2 separate regions of the Sus scrofa genome follow, and region 2 is linked to region 1. The links are chromatin contacts, called in public HiChIP or PLAC-seq maps. All regions are on one chromosome and are shown on one strand. Each heading gives the region's core, a stretch centred on a gene start, on an enhancer-like site or on the middle of the called end of the contact. The rest is flanking DNA. Distances are from core to core; before and after follow the strand shown. Region 1 has its middle 3.5 kb from the start of MALSU1. Region 2 overlaps IGF2BP3 (insulin-like growth factor 2 mRNA-binding protein 3).

The links. HiChIP or PLAC-seq counts read pairs in DNA pulled down with a chosen protein or histone mark.
Region 2: a contact with region 1 is called in an H3K27ac HiChIP or PLAC-seq map of alveolar macrophages. The contact joins two enhancer-like sites. A contact is called at or near these places in 1 of 47 Hi-C or Micro-C datasets (embryonic fibroblasts) and 2 of 2 datasets of contacts at active chromatin or transcription factors (alveolar macrophages and skeletal muscle).

What each region holds. Positions count from the first base shown.
Region 1 is chr9:92,083,505-92,086,407 of Sscrofa11.1, reverse strand. No RefSeq gene overlaps it. Among named protein-coding and RNA genes, the nearest start is that of MALSU1, 3.5 kb to the left of the region's middle. Within about 2 kb of position 1,502, at least 2 of the 83 cell types and tissues checked have an H3K27ac peak or open chromatin away from gene starts, as enhancers often do. A contact at or near this core is called in alveolar macrophages, where this site is marked.
Region 2 is chr9:92,246,985-92,250,057 of Sscrofa11.1, reverse strand. The region is part of intron 2 of IGF2BP3 (insulin-like growth factor 2 mRNA-binding protein 3); the gene reads left to right. Among named protein-coding and RNA genes, the nearest start is that of IGF2BP3, 24 kb to the left of the region's middle. Within about 2 kb of position 1,812, at least 1 of the 83 cell types and tissues checked has an H3K27ac peak or open chromatin away from gene starts, as enhancers often do. A contact at or near this core is called in alveolar macrophages, where this site is marked.

The DNA of each region.
Region 1 (2,903 bases), core at 253-2,752:
TATCGTTTGTTTATAAATAGGCATCATGAGGAGGGAAATGCCTTGAACCCACAATTCTGATAAAGCCTAGCCAAAAAAAAAAAAAAAAGATAGACCACCAAGAACAAACATATGTTCAAAGTTAGACTCAGGAACTTGCTGCAGAGGGAGACTGCAGACTGTGGGGGACAAAGAAGCATCCCAGAGGGAGTAGGAGGGACTTTGGATAGGTCTTCCGCTTCTGCAGCATATGGAAGTTCCTAGGCTTGAGTTAGAATGGAGCTGCAGCTGCAGGCCTACAGCACAGCCATAGAAACATGGGATCCGAGCCCTCTCTATGATCCACACCAGAGCTCCCAGCAACACTGGATCTTTAATCCACTGAGCGAGGTCAGGAATTGAACCTATGTCCTCATGGATACTAGTCAGATTCGTTTTCACTGAGCCACAACAGGAACCCCAGAGGTTCTGCTTCTGCAGAATGGGTCTAAGGAGAGCCCAGAGGAAGTGGTGACAGCTCTGGATTAGATGCTGGCCTGAAGCAGGGACAGTTTAACAATTGCATATCTCATTACACTTTATTCAGGAGGTTGATCTTTGTCCAACTCTGGGACAAAATGTGTCACAGTCTGGGGAACACCTGGAAGTAAAAAGCTATTGATTTCTCACAGGGTTGATGCCCTCACCATGGCATTCACCTCACCTGGAATGTCACCCCACAGTCCCTTCAAAGTGCATAGCTTTAGGGGTTGTCATTCCCTCAAGTCCAATCTGAAAGGGGTCCCCTGAAGTTGGACTATGTAGGGCTCTGTACCCATTCTCCTCTTCTTCCTCAAGACCCAGGTCTGTTGAAATATTACCTCTTTTCAGAGCCTTCTCCAACTCCTACAGAATTGCTGATGAAACCCCACAGCATTTTGGACTTTCAAATACAAATATATAATACTGGTGACATTTACTCTAATCATCATCTCTCCTTCTGTCTGGAAGCTCCTGGGAAGCAGAGACAACACACCTTTCCCTCCCCCACCCTAGCCCAGCACCTGGCACTGGAATGTTGGTTGGTTTAAACCTTGGTGATGGAGTTCCCTTTGTGGCTCAGTGGTAACAAACCTAACTAGTATCCATGAAGTTGCGGGTTCCATCCCTGGCCCCGCTCAGAGGGTTAAGGAGCCGGCATTTCCTTGAGCTGTGGTGTAGGTCGCAGACGTGGCTTGCATCTGGCATTGCCATGGCTGTGGCTCCAATTTGACCCCTAGCCTGGGAACTTCCGGATGCCAACAGGTGCAGCCCTAAATTTTTTTTTTTTAATTTTTAAAAAGCAAAAAAATAAATAAACCTTGGTGAGGGTCCTTGGGGAGGTCGTGAATTACAAGTCTACTTAGAATGATCATTTGTGTGCAAACTGCACCTCCATGCATCAGTGTGAGAAGAAAGTACACTCTTCATTGTAAAAGTGAGGGCAAGGAGGTCTGGTAGCCTTTAGGTTCCTGCCAATTCCTGTCGACTGTGGGAGGAATCGTAGCCTGGCTGCCTGCCAGCACCCAGTAATCTGGGGGAACAATGTGGGTGCTGAGAGGCTCAGCTCTGGATTGAGCAATGGTTCTGAAATCTGAGCAAACAATGCTGCCTACCGAAAGTGGTGGTAGGGAGCCTGAGCCTACAATTTGGCCCAACAAACAGGCTCGCTGGAGAAATGGTGGAGGAAATTCTTCCCACATAGGGGCCTTCTATGTGAGAGGCCCCTGCGGTGCTCTGGGATGCCCTCAAACCACAGGCTCCATGCTTTCTGGGAATCCGACAATTCATCATAGAGCAGGTCTCAATGCCCCCCTCAGGGTTGGACTCCCTGTACTTACAGCATGAACAGCATGACTGACAAACCAAGAGAAAACATCTGAGTGCAGACTCTGTGCTTCTTGGGGGGCTTGGAGTGAAGAGAGACAATGCTTTGCCCCTAGGGTTATGAAACAATGAGGCCCTTCACTGAACTTCTACTTCAAAAGATTTTCTTTCTTCCAATTAGAAGATCTACAAAGAGGGGGACAAAATCATTTTTAAACAGAAACATACACGTTTAGCATACCTAGAATTATTATTATTATTATTATTATTATTTTTTGTCTTTTTGCTATTTCTCGGGCTGCTCCCGCGGCGTATGGAGTTTTCCTAGGCTAGGGGTCTAATCGGAGCTGTAGCTGCCAGCCTATGCCAGAGCCACAGCAACGTGGGATCCGAGCCACGTCTGCAACCTACACCACAGCTCACGGCAACGCCGGATCGTTAACCCACTGAGCAAGGGCAGGGACCGAACCCGCAACCTCATGGTTCCTAGTCGGATTCGTTAACCACTGCGCCACGACGGGAACTCCAGCATACCTAGAATTAATTAGATATATAAAAGAGTTGATTTTAATTCTAGCCGTTCCTTATTCATGATCTCCTGAGGGCAGAAACAGTAAAACGAGAATGGAAATCTGAGAAAAAGAATGAAACTTAACAAGGCAGGGATGTTCACCGACAGGTACAATTGCCCAGTTGTAGAATGAGCTGCCCTGTGAGGTTTGGAAGGGTAGCTGAGCTGGAGAGAAGTGGTCCTCACCCTTTTTTTTTTTTTTTTTTTCTGGCTGTGCTCGTGACATAGAGAAGTTCCCAGGTCAGGGACTGAACCCACTGCAGCAGCCACCTGAGCCACAGCAGTGATAACACCAGATCCTTACTGGCTAGGCCACCAGATCCTTACTGGCTAGGCCACCAGATCCTTACTGGCTAGGCCACTATTCTATTTTTTTATAACAGAAAAAATAGAAATCATTAAAAAAATTGTGGCTCTTTGGAGTTCCTGTTGTGGCCCAGTGGTTAACAAGTCTAAGAACTATGAGGTTGCGGGTTCTATCCCTGGCCTTGCTTAGTGGGTTAAGGAT
Region 2 (3,073 bases), core at 563-3,062, 160 kb before region 1:
TGGTTGTGATGGAGCAATAGGGCTTGAAACCCTGAATGCTGTGGATTTGTGAAAGAATGGATAGATGGAGAGGAGGCAGAAACAGCATGGATAAGCTTTCAAGGAATTGGCTGTAAAGACCCCAGAGAAATAGAGTAGTAGTTGGAGGGGTTGTAGTTTAAAGAGAGGGCTTTAAAATTTTTTTATTTTGGTAGACAGGCAGTGGCAAAAACAGTACCCATTATCCACATACCTTTCATTCAGTTTTCCCAAATGTTAGTTTCAACTTCTCTGATATTTTTGGGACACTTGAGAGTAAGTTGCTGAACTACTACCTTCTGCCTCTAAATACTTATATGTGTTTGCTAAAAACAAGGACAATTAAATGACTATAGAAAAATGATCAAAAGAAAAAATGACATTGATACAATGGTATTTAATCTACAGATGTTACATTTTGCCTCTTTTCTCACTAATGTCCTTTTCCTGATCCTGGATCCAATTCAAGATCACATACTGCATTTAAATAGGATGTTTTTTTCATTTCTTTTAAACTGTAACAATTCCTTGGTCTTTGGTTTGTCTTTAATGGCCTTCATACTTTTGAGGAATATAAGCTGGTTATTTTATAGAATGTCTCTCAATATGGGTTGGACTGAAGTTTCTCTGTGGTTCGAATCAGGTTGCGTGTTTTTGGTGTGAAGTACTGCTGAAGTTCTCAGTCCACCACCACATCAGGAAGCTTGAGATGTTGTTTTTGTTCCAGGGCTCCTCAAGGTGTTAACTTTGATCAGTTGGTTAAAGTGTGACAGTCAGGCTTCTCCAGTATAAAAGTTACTGTTTTCTCCTTTGAATTAAGAATCTTGGGAGTTTCCCTCGTGGTTCAGTGGTTAATGAATCCGATTAGGAACCATGAGGTTGTGGGTTCGATCCCTCGCCTCGCTCAGGGGGTTAAGGATCTGGCGTTGCCGTTAGCTGTGGTGTAGGTCACAGATACAGCTCAGATCCCGCATTGCTGTGGCTGTGGTGTAGGCTGGTGGCTACAGCTCTGATTAGACCCCTAGCCTGGGAACCTCCATATGCCACAGGAGCCGCCCTAGCAAAGGCAAAAAGACGAATCTTATGAGGGAGTATTTTGAGACAGTCCTCTCTCTCATCATACTTTCACTGACTTTAGTATTCATTGATGATTTTTACCTGAAACCATTATTAACTGTAGTGGTTGCCAAATGCTGACTTTCTAATTCTATTATTTCTTACATTTATGAGTTAGAATTGAGTTACTCTAAGGAAGAGCTTTCCCTTTTCCATTTATTTTCTTTGTTTATAATAATATGGATTTATTGATTCTTATTTTCCAGCATATAACATGTTACTATTTTGTTGGACTGTCAAAATGAAGGTTTTTAAGCCAAGAGGTAGTTTAGCATAGTGGTGAAGGCATGATTCAGCACAGATGGAAAAATGATTATGATACACTAATTTCCACAGTGCTAGATAAATCTTTACATGCTTGTTCTTCATTTTAGATGAGCAGCTTTGTACTTAACTTAGAAACAGACTTTAGCTGCTCAAATGCAAATCAATCTAATAAATATATCTGTACCTCTTCTAGGGCTGTCTTAAAATTAGTGAAAATCAGGTCATTTTTCATGTATATGACATATTAAGTCGAAATTTCAGGTACTGTACTCTGCACCAGAAAATGTAATAACTACTGTCTAGTATGTGCATCACTTAAATAATTGTTTATCGTATGTGGGTTATGACCATTTTAACTCATGATGATGTGTTTTTCCCAGATGATTGCATTTTGGTGTACTAGCTCTGTCGTAAGTGTGAAATTGACAGAGCCAGTTTCTTAACTGTTCCTGTTTAATCATACATCTCTTGGTCAGTGGTGTGCACACTGAAACCAATCAAATGGCATCTTAAAATTTTTTGGAGATAATATACTATATATAGAACACTTGTGGGAATCAAGCAGAACTAGTTTTTTCCATAATAATTTAAAAAGTTGGAAGATTTGGAGTTCCTCTTGTGGCACAGGGTGTTGAGTAACCTTGTCACTGCTCTGGTATGGGTTTGATCCCTGGCCTGGGAACTTCTACATGCTGTGAGTGTGGGCAAAAAAATTACAGTTGGAAAAAAAAAACAAAAAACCGCAAAACATAGTATAGATGGCAAAATTTAAACCATAAAAATGATAGAAGTGATCTTTTTTTTTTTCCCTTCTTCTAATATATTTTCTGTGGCTTTGTTATTATCCTTGTTGGGGATATTTATTTACATGTACAAACATCTATGAGTCTGTACCTTTTAGAAAATTACACTTTCTGCTCCTTACAGTTTTGAACTTTTAAAGAGCTTTGAAGGTACTTTGGAAGCTGAGAGAGGATAAAATTGTGCTAACATAGTAGGTTCAATTCTAATAAAATACGAAGTCTTAATTTAGGAATAAAGTATGTTTATCTCTATCTGAGGTGATAAAACATTAAAGTTTGTTTAAATGTGTTTGTTATTAATAGGGTACTAACAGTATGTTAGGTTTCATTATTAGTGGTTGTTACAGATTATTCTCATTTTCTGCAAACTCCATCATGTGATTTACCCCAATCATTAGTTACAGATAAAAGAAATGTGCAATGTTGAACCAAAAACTTTAAAAAGAATAACAACAAAAAAATACTCCCAAAAAACTACTGGTATCCATCAGGACATGAGTTCGATGCCTGGCCTTGCTCAGCGGGTTAAGGATCTGGTGTTGCCGTGAACTGTGGTGTAGGTCACAGACGCAGCTGGGATCCCACATTGCTGTGGCTCTGGCATAGGCTGGCAACTACAGCTCTGATTGGACCCCTAGCCTGAGAACCTCCATATGCGCAAGTAGAGCCCTAAAAAGACAAAAAGGCCCCCCCCCAAAAAAAGAAATTAAAAAAAAAATAAAAAGCATGTACATAATGAGTTATATTAGCTGGAACTAGTTCAATGCTCTGAATTCTGATAATTTTTCCCCCCAACTTTTTTGTGCTTTAAAAAATTTCTTTAAGATATGTCACTTTTCATATTCTAATTTTATTATTCTTTTTAAAAA